Linked DNA regions of Zea mays: region 2 is linked to region 1. Evidence: chromatin contacts called from public Hi-C data. All regions are on one chromosome and are shown on one strand. The core of a region is the stretch at or near the end of the contact, and the rest is flanking DNA. Distances in the headings are between cores, read along the strand shown. Region 1 has its middle 51 kb from the start of LOC118476061. Region 2 holds the start of LOC100384300.

What was found. Hi-C and Micro-C count contacts between places; a contact is called where the count stands out from the background.
Region 2: a contact with region 1 is called in a Hi-C map of leaf mesophyll, with 2.2 times the contacts expected there. The contact joins the promoter of LOC100384300 here to the enhancer-like site in region 1. A contact is called at or near these places in 4 of 25 Hi-C or Micro-C datasets (bundle sheath, endosperm, leaf and 1 more).

The regions. Positions count from the first base shown.
Region 1 is chr1:152,299,227-152,304,288 of Zm-B73-REFERENCE-NAM-5.0, reverse strand. No RefSeq gene overlaps it. Among protein-coding and RNA genes, the nearest start is that of LOC118476061, 51 kb to the left of the region's middle. Within about 2 kb of position 2,863, at least 20 of the 20 cell types and tissues checked have an H3K27ac peak or open chromatin away from gene starts, as enhancers often do. A contact at or near this core is called in bundle sheath, endosperm, leaf and 1 more, where this site is marked.
Region 2 is chr1:152,366,915-152,371,919 of Zm-B73-REFERENCE-NAM-5.0, reverse strand. It overlaps LOC100384300, which reads left to right and starts at 2,065. Exons shown (of 3, transcript NM_001176858.1): 1 at 2,065-2,421; 2 at 2,541-2,670; 3 at 3,216-4,055. The coding sequence starts at 2,160. The coding sequence ends at 3,879.

The sequences.
Region 1 (5,062 bases), core at 1,614-4,113:
CCTTCGGCACCATCACCCTGAAGAATGACGAAGAAAAGGGTAATGAGGAATCTGGTAAGGAAAAACGTAAAATAAAAGAATAGAGGTAAAGAGCTATACCTTGTTAAGCATATTACGAGTTTCGTTTCCAGCCAACTCTCGGTCACCCTTTGCCCAGATTGGGGTGATAAATCTGTTGCCTATGCTTTGAGCTTTGTCTGGAATATCAACTAGGTCCGATGTCGAAAGGTTAAAATTTGGCCTGTTAACGGCCCTTGCGTGGTTACACCCGGCTTTTATGAAAGCGGCGGCTGTACCGCGAGAAGCCACTAGCGCACAGAAGTCTCCATGGCCAGTTATGACTTCGTCGAGGACGTCAACCTCTTTCTCGACACATTCGAGTGCTCTGGGGACATCTTCGGCAGAGAGGCTAGCCTCCTCGAATGCAGCTCCATTTGAATTGAATATACTCTTTTATCGAGCAGTACATTGGCTTGCAAAGTTGAAACATTTCTCCTTAAGAGTCCTGAGAGCTTCATTGAGCTTTAGGTTCTTCTCAACCTCAACCTTGAGTGTCATATTCAAAGCTTCAGTTTCACGGTTGAATTGGCTAGAGTTTTCTTCCAAAAGCGTCTAAGCCTCTTTCAGCTCCTTGCTCAATTTCTTATTCCGCGCTTGTGCTTCGGCAAGTGATCCTTCGGTTGAATGCAACAAATCATCTTTTTCATTTAGAGAATCTTCAATTTTTTGATTCTATCTTTGAAACCCTTGACAACAATTTCGTTCTTTCTATCTTCATCATCTTGTTGCATTTTTAAAGCTTTGCTTAATAACAAACTCTATGAAAATGAATTAAAAGTTAGGATACCTAAGTCAACATGAAGATATCAACAGTAACTCGCAAAATGCATCTTACTTTGAAGTTCGAGTAAAATAAGCTTCCTATAATGTGCTGGCGTCTGTAGAAGCTTATGTCTTTTTTCAAGCTTCGAAAAACCAATACTCTTGAACAGGGTGCTTATAATTTTAGCACCAGCGCGGTCGCGGATGCATCCCACAACTTCTTCATTGACCCAACCGAAGAGCATTGACCCCGGCTGGTAGCCGCAGGAGATAGCAAATTCTTTTAGCTCTGATATGTCCTTTTCGAAGAGCTGTTGGCCGCCCAAGTGCCGTAGGTCGAAATTCGCTCCTTCCGAAGAGGTTTCTTCAACTTTCTTCCCCTTATCAGAAACTACTGCAGCTACCTCTTTCTCCACAACCACGTCTGATATAAGTCTGTCCATTTTGGACAGAGTGGTTGTGAGATTTTCATCTTTGGCTGCAACGGTAGCTTCGGCATCAGTCGATTTAGCAGCTTTGTCTGCTGTAATGCCCGAAATTGGTATAAGAGAAAGTTAATAGGATAAATAAATAAATATACTTCTCTGCTAGAATTTTTAGGATTTCTTGATCTTCCTTTCTTTGTGCATTGTCAACTAAAGGAAGTAAAGTAGCCAAATGACAAATAAATAAATACGTGAATGTGCATTCCATGCTGGGTTCTTGTATGTTTGCATTTATATTCAAATTGTGAGATAAATTTAAGTTTCAAACTTTAGAATTTGGAAATAAAAGAGAAAAGAGAGGACAAGTTATTCTCTGCAAGAAATTTAAAGAATACCCTTAAATATATTCAAGATAAAGTGGCTCTTGGTAAAAGAGAAAACATTGTTTTTCCGTAAACAAGTAAGGTAATGAATATTTAATTTTCTTCTTACTTGGGATTTGATCAAACACACTCAAGAGTAATAATTATTCCTAAAAAGAAAAAAAAGGCATAATATACTTTGAACCTTTAACTAAACAAAGGAAACAAAATAATTGAAATAAATATATATAAGGCTATAAAAATATGTACTTTGCCTTCATGATTTTGGATGTTGCATTTAGATTAGAAATTGAAACTCATATTTGAATTTGAATCTAAATTGAGATTGGTAAAGGAAACATAAAAGAAAATATAAAAAAACTACCTGCTTACCTGGACCGAATTCCCCTTTGCCCGGCCCACTCATCTACCTCCAAAGCCCACTGCTGCACACCTCCACGTCTAGGTCAAGCCGACGTTTGGGCCCCACTTGCAGTCCCTCTCCGCTCTCCCTCACCTACCGTGTCGTGTCCGGACTTCTGAACGCGTGTCACCCACCTCACACTAACATGCAGGGCCCACTAGCCAGCCTTCCCCAATGCAGCCTCGCGGGAGTCACTGACAGGCGGGCCGTATTGGGTAGGATCTCCTGCTCCCTTCCTTCATCGTGATGTGCGAGCAAAAACATAACAAACCAACAGAAATCCTTAGAGTTCGGGAGGATCCGTTTGCTCGCCCCCATAGGGAATCCTTCATGGAATATATATACAACCCAGGACCCTGCTCATCCCCTGAAGTCGCGACAGAAGCCGCCACCAGAGTACCGAGAGCCGAGCGGGGGGAGGCAAAGAGTGTCACCGCCGCGTGTAGATTTACGATTGCGTCGTCGCCGCAGCTTCTGCGGTTTCCTGGGCGCTTCACTAGGGAGCACTGACCTTGATCGTGGTCGTTTCGGGTGTCGGAAGCTGCAGCTTGGTGTGAATTTTCTTGTCGGAGTAATTCCCCAGCCGCCAGGCTGCCATATGTCGCCGCCTGAGCTCCATGCTGCTCAATTTTTGCTAAGCTAGCTCCTACCGATTTTCTCGCGATCCCCATTTCCTATTGAGCTTGTCGATCGGATGACGTATGCCTCGAGGCGGTCGCCTTTGTGCTCACCAGGGACCTCCCCCATCGCGGCGGTGCCTGCACCACCGTCCCGAGCGGTGGTGAGGACGACGATGGCCTCATGGCCCTTTGATTAGATACGTGCGGTCGTGATAACCCTCCATTGCTTTATTGTCCCATGGTCATGGATCTGTGCATCGACAGTTACGATTAGATGAGAGAGTAACTTTTCGCGACGTCGAATCATTGTCGTTTGATGGAAATCGAGTGGCCGCAGTTTGATGTACCAGTTAACTATAAACTAGATCTAATCTGAGCCTTCGGTAGGATATCGGATGGATAGGGATCACAGATACCCCTCTGGATCGGACACTTTGCATAAGAGCCCTCCTGGAAATTGGAAACTAATCCGCTGTCTGTTTCTCATTGTAAAGAAAATAGAATTTAATGGATACTTTGCATATAAACCCCTGGAAGCCGTTTTTAGGTATAAAATTAACCCTAAATAACCTAGAATCTTGTTTAGCCCATATAACATCCGTTTTAACTCCGATTTACTCCGTTCCAATTGCGATGGTTTCATAATGACATCTTCCACACAATAACAACATTAGTTTTATCATGTCGCATATTTTTTTATGGATATAGTTTAAATTTATGTTTAGTAAATTGAACATGCTAATCAAAATTAACCTATCTACGTTTATAACCTGGCTATACTTATAATTTGACTAGAATATGACCTCTACTCCCGTTATAACTTAGATTATAATTGAATTATGTATTTATTTAGAATATTATTTTCATATGATTTATGTTAATTAATATAGAATATACTTTCAAACTGTTTGATCATCTAAAACTTCAGAAAACCCTATCCTATCAACCGTAGCTACAACTTTAGTTGTTTTCGATCTCACGACCTCGTAGTAGCACGTAGATCAGGTTGAAGATGTAGCCCGAAGGTGATAAGAATGGATGATGAAGCTATAGCCGAAGAGCTTTGGTTTGATGTGATGACGAAGACCAAGTATGATGATGACCGAAAAGAGACAAAGACTACTCAGTCCTCAATGATCTGTGTTATGATTATAGATGAATGTCAGGGGCATAAATGTAATTTTACCCGGGCTGCGTCCCGTGCCTATAAATAGATGAACAGTAGCACCGTATTGTTCACGCTGAATTGTAATCTCCCCCGCGTCAGTGCCTTCGAGCAAGCCGAAGGTATCAATGTAATATATATTTTGTTAATACTCATATATACTTTATGGAATGCAGATACGAATGGATTAATGAGGTGTACTCATTATATTTATCCTTGTGTATTCTTATTTATCTATAACATGATGCAGACATGTCCTTCATGACCTTCGTCTAATGATCATTATATCTGCGAGGAGGTAATGTTTCGGAAGACGAAGGTTCTTAATACCTAGCAAATGTGTTGCCTTGTTCTTGATTCACATCATTTGAGAACAAGTGACCAACAATTATAATTTAAAGAGGTGAAAAAACAATTATATTCAACATAAAAACTTAGCTAAAACTTTATAAAGTTAAACTTCAAAACTTAGTAAGCACTAACATAACTTTTCTCAGTTTTTCTTGAGATAAAATAGTGCACAAATATTTACATCATTATTCTCCTACAAACGATAGAAAAATAAAAAAGATTAAACAAAGTTACCGTTGGCACTATGCTTTAAGGGCATCCAGCCTATATTGATCCAGTCTAGATGACCTGTCAGCCCTCCCCCCTCCACGTGAACGCTACGCTGCAACATGGTTCTAGGTCATGAGAGCATTTCCCCACATGGGCAAAAAGTAGGCTTGGTCACCATGTGCCCTTGGATGCTAATCTGATGGTCATAGTGCCTCTGTGTTCAATCCCAAATCATATAAAATGCAAGATTTTCACTGCCACCGGGGAAATTCTAACTAGTATTTCTCCTTGGCGCGACGTTCTCTTCTCCCTCTCCCTTCACAAGCGAAACTTCTCCACGTTCTCCTCTAACTCAAGTGAGAAAGAGCATGGTTGAGGCATGGCACTACCCGTAGGGCCCCTCGCCGGTGTGCGCACTCTCCTTTGGGCTGAGTGCACTGCCATTGAGTGGCCACTTGGTGGTGCCATGAGTGCCCATGGACACGATGTGGCACATAAGGCCAGTGGCACTGCCGCCATCTACCCTGGTCTTTTATGACCAGATAAGTATTTTACCCTTTTCCATTCCTCTCTATGTGTACTCGAGGTGGGGTTAGGGGTAGGGTTAGGGTTAGTGGAAACCAAGTGAGGGTTCCATCTTTCCTCTCTATTTCTTACCTTATAATGACAAATCCAAAGCTTAG
Region 2 (5,005 bases), core at 816-3,315, 68 kb before region 1:
AAACTTTCAAGTTGATCATTATGCAAAGCATTTTCCTTATTCTCAAGTGAATGTTTCAGCTATTGAAAGGGGCAAGAAGACACCTCGAATGGATGTGTTAGGTGGTGTAAATATCCCTAATGGGTGAAACTAGCCATTACACCTTCACTCAGCATAGTTGGGAGCACCATACAGATCTGGTGCTCATCAAACCACTACATTGGATACGTAAGTGCCTTCCTAATGACTAGTTTCTAAAACTAGTCATTACTAAGTCCTGAGATACACAATTGCAAACCTCTCTATTTATCTTTCCCAGTGTCGTAACGAATATGTTTTGTAAGTACTTGACCTCTCAGAAATAGTTTAAGTACTCTATAATTATATTGTCTAGTGCAATATCTAGTGGTACATCGGACACATTCCTTGCACACAAAATGTCCGAGGTCACTTATGCAAGCTTTGAGTGTCCTATATAGTGCACCTTATCCAATGCACATTAGATATGTCAGTGTTCCTCTTATAAACTACATGACACACTCTTATCAATGTTTTGTCCGGTGCTACTATATAGTTACCAATTTACTCATTTCAATCACTTTTCGAATTACATTTTCTTTTACTCGGCGTTTGGATCCCTTCATTTTAGAGGAATTGGAATTAACTCAATAAAGTAACTTATTTAGTTTGGAATCTAACATTCCATGACTTTCCAAAGTTCAGATATAAGCATATCTCAAATTCATGGGGTGGAAGATGAGAAATGATTTTATGCATTAGTAGAATTTGTTTCTACTCTGTAACTTACATGACATTCTTCGTCTCAATCCTCTATAGTAAAAATGTAGCACATAAATATCTCCGACATCTTGCTAATAATAGTATACAAATATATTTTTGCATAAAATCAAATTAGTTTAATTGATATATGCCTGAATTACTATTATTAGAATGGAATTCAATTCCAATGATCCAAACGGGCACCAACATACCTAGCTATACTCACTACGTCAAACTACTCGTTTCATGCCTCTTTTATTGTATGGATTAAAGGAAAAAGGCCATATCACTACTCTAAGTGTCCAACAACTTCATTGATACTTAGAACTATCCAATCCTTAAACTTCTTCATCATCCTTTAAAACGACCATTAATTTTCGTCAAAAAGAACTTGAACTCCATATAAGCCCAACCATCTTGCATTAATATGACATCACTTAAGTTATTTCTACAAAAGAAATGTTAGTCGTAATAGTCTTACATTGTCATTAATCATCAAAACTAACTAGGATCTAGAAATTTTTATTAGTCAAAAAGCACAACCAAAGTTGATCATCTCTTTGATAATCACTATTTACACTTGAATACCGTGAACACATATCAAACATGTGTTTGCATTTTGTTTTGTCCTTTGCTTAACTACCAAATTCCCACTGATGGTAAACCTAGTCCTCTATATCTCCTCAGATAACCAGTGGGAAAACCACCTGTTTGCGACGAGCATGTACCTGATTTGCGTTCTTTACTAGTGCCACCCGTTTAGCCACGCTGTTATGTGAGGGGCTGTGCAGTAGCCTGTGTTTGCAGCTGGGCTGCAAATATTTTTCCCTAGAATGTATCTTATAAAAAAAGCGAGAAAGGGTAGAGGAGCACTCTGCCACTGTGACCTTCTAGGCACATGTGAGAAAGGGTAGAGGACTTGTTTGGTTTGCACAGTGAGACAGCTGCCCGAGGCAGGCAGCACCCCTAGACATTGGATTTTGATTGTCCGGGGTTGAGATTCCATGCCGGGTAGTCAAGTGTCTGGCAGGCTCAAGTTGGCTTCTTGTCTGGTTCATTGGTTGGAAATAAAACTAATAAACTGGTGAGAGAATTGCTTTATTTGATAAGGAGAGGACTAATCAAGACCAATAATATATGAGTAGTTCGAGTTGAACTAGAGTTGACTAAAAAGGCAACCTAGCTTGCCCTCTTTCACCTTCAGAACACAGACTAATAAATTCCCTCACATGCTTTACTCTCTCCTCGCATCTTAGCCTATAAAAGGACTGAGGAATTGCGATACCTCTCCCACTAACTGATCATCTTCTCTAGATCTTCTCATCATACCGATACCGGCCTCAACGCCCTCTTTTTCCCAGCCTCACAACCAATTCCTGTTTCAGTCGATCGCAGTTAGCATGGCCACGACACAGAGCTGTCAGAGCAGGAGCAGCGCCTGCAGCAAGGCTGCTGCTTGCTTCCCGGCCGCCGTAGCGGTCGACGAGGAGCACGGCCACCACAGCCACCAGCTGAAGGGAGGAGCGCAGGAGGAGGCTGAGAACGACAATAATAAGCCGGAGCTCCGGCGTGGCCCCTGGACGGTAGACGAGGACCTCACCCTCGTCAACTACATCGCCGACAACGGCGAGGGTCGCTGGAACAACCTCGCCCGCGCCGCCGGTATGTCGTTAACCCACCAAACCGGCCGGCCGGTCATCATCAGTTCATCACCTCGATCTCCGTCTCCCAATCGTACGTTTCTGATGGCTGATCTTGATATGCGCCATGCATGCATGCAGGGCTGAAGCGGACGGGCAAGAGCTGCCGGCTGCGGTGGCTCAACTACCTCCGGCCCGACGTGAAGCGTGGCAACTTCAGCGCCGACGAGCAGCTGCTCATCCTCGACCTCCACACCCGCTGGGGCAACCGGTAATTAGTCAACTTTTTCCTCCCAAGTCCGAGATCGATCACCGACACGTCGTCTTAGCTTGCACGTGCCGGAGTTTTTGGACTGGAAATCGTGTGGACGGCCGCAAGGTAGCCCTGTTGAAAACGGCAGCTTGCTCTCCAGTCCAGTAGTAATAGAAGCTAGTGCCCACTGCCCACGTACATGATGCACCTGTCACTGCACCGAGACCGTATGGTATTTGTACGTACGTGCACAGGTATATACAACTATCCCCCGGCCCGTACCGTATAGACGTGGAGCCGTACGTATTTGTATAACATAACAGTGCGGCCGATGTGGCACATGACAAGACAACACGGCGCACACAAGAGGCGAATTGTACAAGTACATCTTTCGCTTTCACTCCAGCACTGTTCACGAAAGCTGCACGCCTCTACTTTTAGCTTGCTTGGCGCGCGTTCTCTCTCTCTCCACAAATCCAAGCTGTTCCAGTTCGATCCCTCGCATTCTCTCTAATTGCGTTCTCGATCCTGTGATTTCTTTTTCCCCCTCCGATCCACTCCAGATGGTCGAAGATAGCGCAGCACCTGCCGGGAAGGACGGACAACGAGATCAAGAACTACTGGAGGACCCGGGTGCAGAAGCACGCCAAGCAGCTCAACTGCGACGCCAACAGCAAGCGCTTCAAGGACGCCATGCGCTACCTCTGGATGCCGCACCTCGCCGACGACGTCGATACCATCGCTGCGGCCAACGACGACGACGAAGACCACCACCACCACCTACGCCTCCTCGTCCTGCACCACCACCAGGCCCAGCACCTGCAGCAAGCTGCTGCCGCGGCCGGCGGCGCTGCCAACGACCTTGCTGCGGGCGCCTACGACGTCCGCCAGCTGCACGCGCTGCCGTCGTCGGGCATGGCGGCGACGTCGTCGTCCGACTCGCTCGCGTCGGAGTCGTACGATGACGGAGGCCTGCTTTTCGCGAACTTGCGCGCCGGCGAGATGCTGATGGACGGCGGAGATTGGGCGGCGCAGCAGGAGGCCGACCAAGGGCTGTGGCCGCCGCCGCCGCCGCCGCCGTCTGATCTTGATCAGTCGGTGGTGCAGGCTGCTGGTGCCGGCGCTGGCCAGTTTCAGGACATGGAGCTCAGTGGTTGGGTGCAAGGCTTCTCCGAGAGCATTACAGATAACTTTTGGGCCTTGGAGGAAATTTGGAAGATGCAATGAGCGAGCAATTTTACATCTTACACATCCATCCAAATTAAAGACAACATAGATACACATATACATATCATATATTCTAACAACAGGTGCCATATACGATATACATACACAAGTTGTTGTATAGTTGTATTCCGCTTATATATATATTTTTTTTGCCTCTCAATGAAGTTCATTCTTATAGAGGTTGGAAGCAAAGGATGGTATTGTTTATGCAAGTTGAAACAATATTTGGTCTGTCAGCCTGTCCTCTATCTAGTGAAAAAGGGCAACTATATATATGCATAGACAGAGCATTATTATTACTGATTTTCCGACCCTTGTTCATGTTCCTAATATATTTCTCTATCCAGTGATAATTTGTGACAAGTAACATTTTTCTGGTTAACAGAATTCTATATATACACCAGCATTCTACATGCATGGAGAGGCCTATATGGCTATACATAACTAATCCCATCGACGTGCCTTGATTCATTTTTCTTGATAATATTTATATTTACATTTATGTTTATTATTTTAGAAATAAATCAGAGGAGATAATGCGAGATATGTGCGCACCATTATTGTGGTGAGAGAGACTGCGAGCTAGCTAGATCAATATAATATCTGTCCTCAACAAAGAAACATGGATCAACTAAATGACATAAATGACTAGATAGGATAACTAACTCCACTCATATTTGCCTTGCTCACAATGTGCAAGACGTACGAAAGCAAGAGAAGCTCGCCAGGAATAGAAAGATATAAGGCACCGAAGACTCGATCACTTCAGCCCGTACGTCTGTCCTTGCATGCATCAACTAACCACGGGTGCAGGTCAAGCACACACTGTTGAGCACCAGATTTGATATAGCTGGGCACGATCACACAGTCCGATCATGTGGACCTGACAGTCCGCGATTAGATTCATTCAAGAGAGAATCCTTATCCCGCACGTGTTTATTCAGCTAATCTAACTGCATGTGAATATATTGGAAAGCGCCTAGAAACTGATCCAGACATCCACCCCTATATATCGTAGCCTTTACGCACGCACGGACGGTCCAAACACCCTCAGCAGATGGTCCGCCACCCTAGAGAAAAAGAGTGGCGCCCTCTACACAAGTTGCGCACAGTACAAACGCCTAGA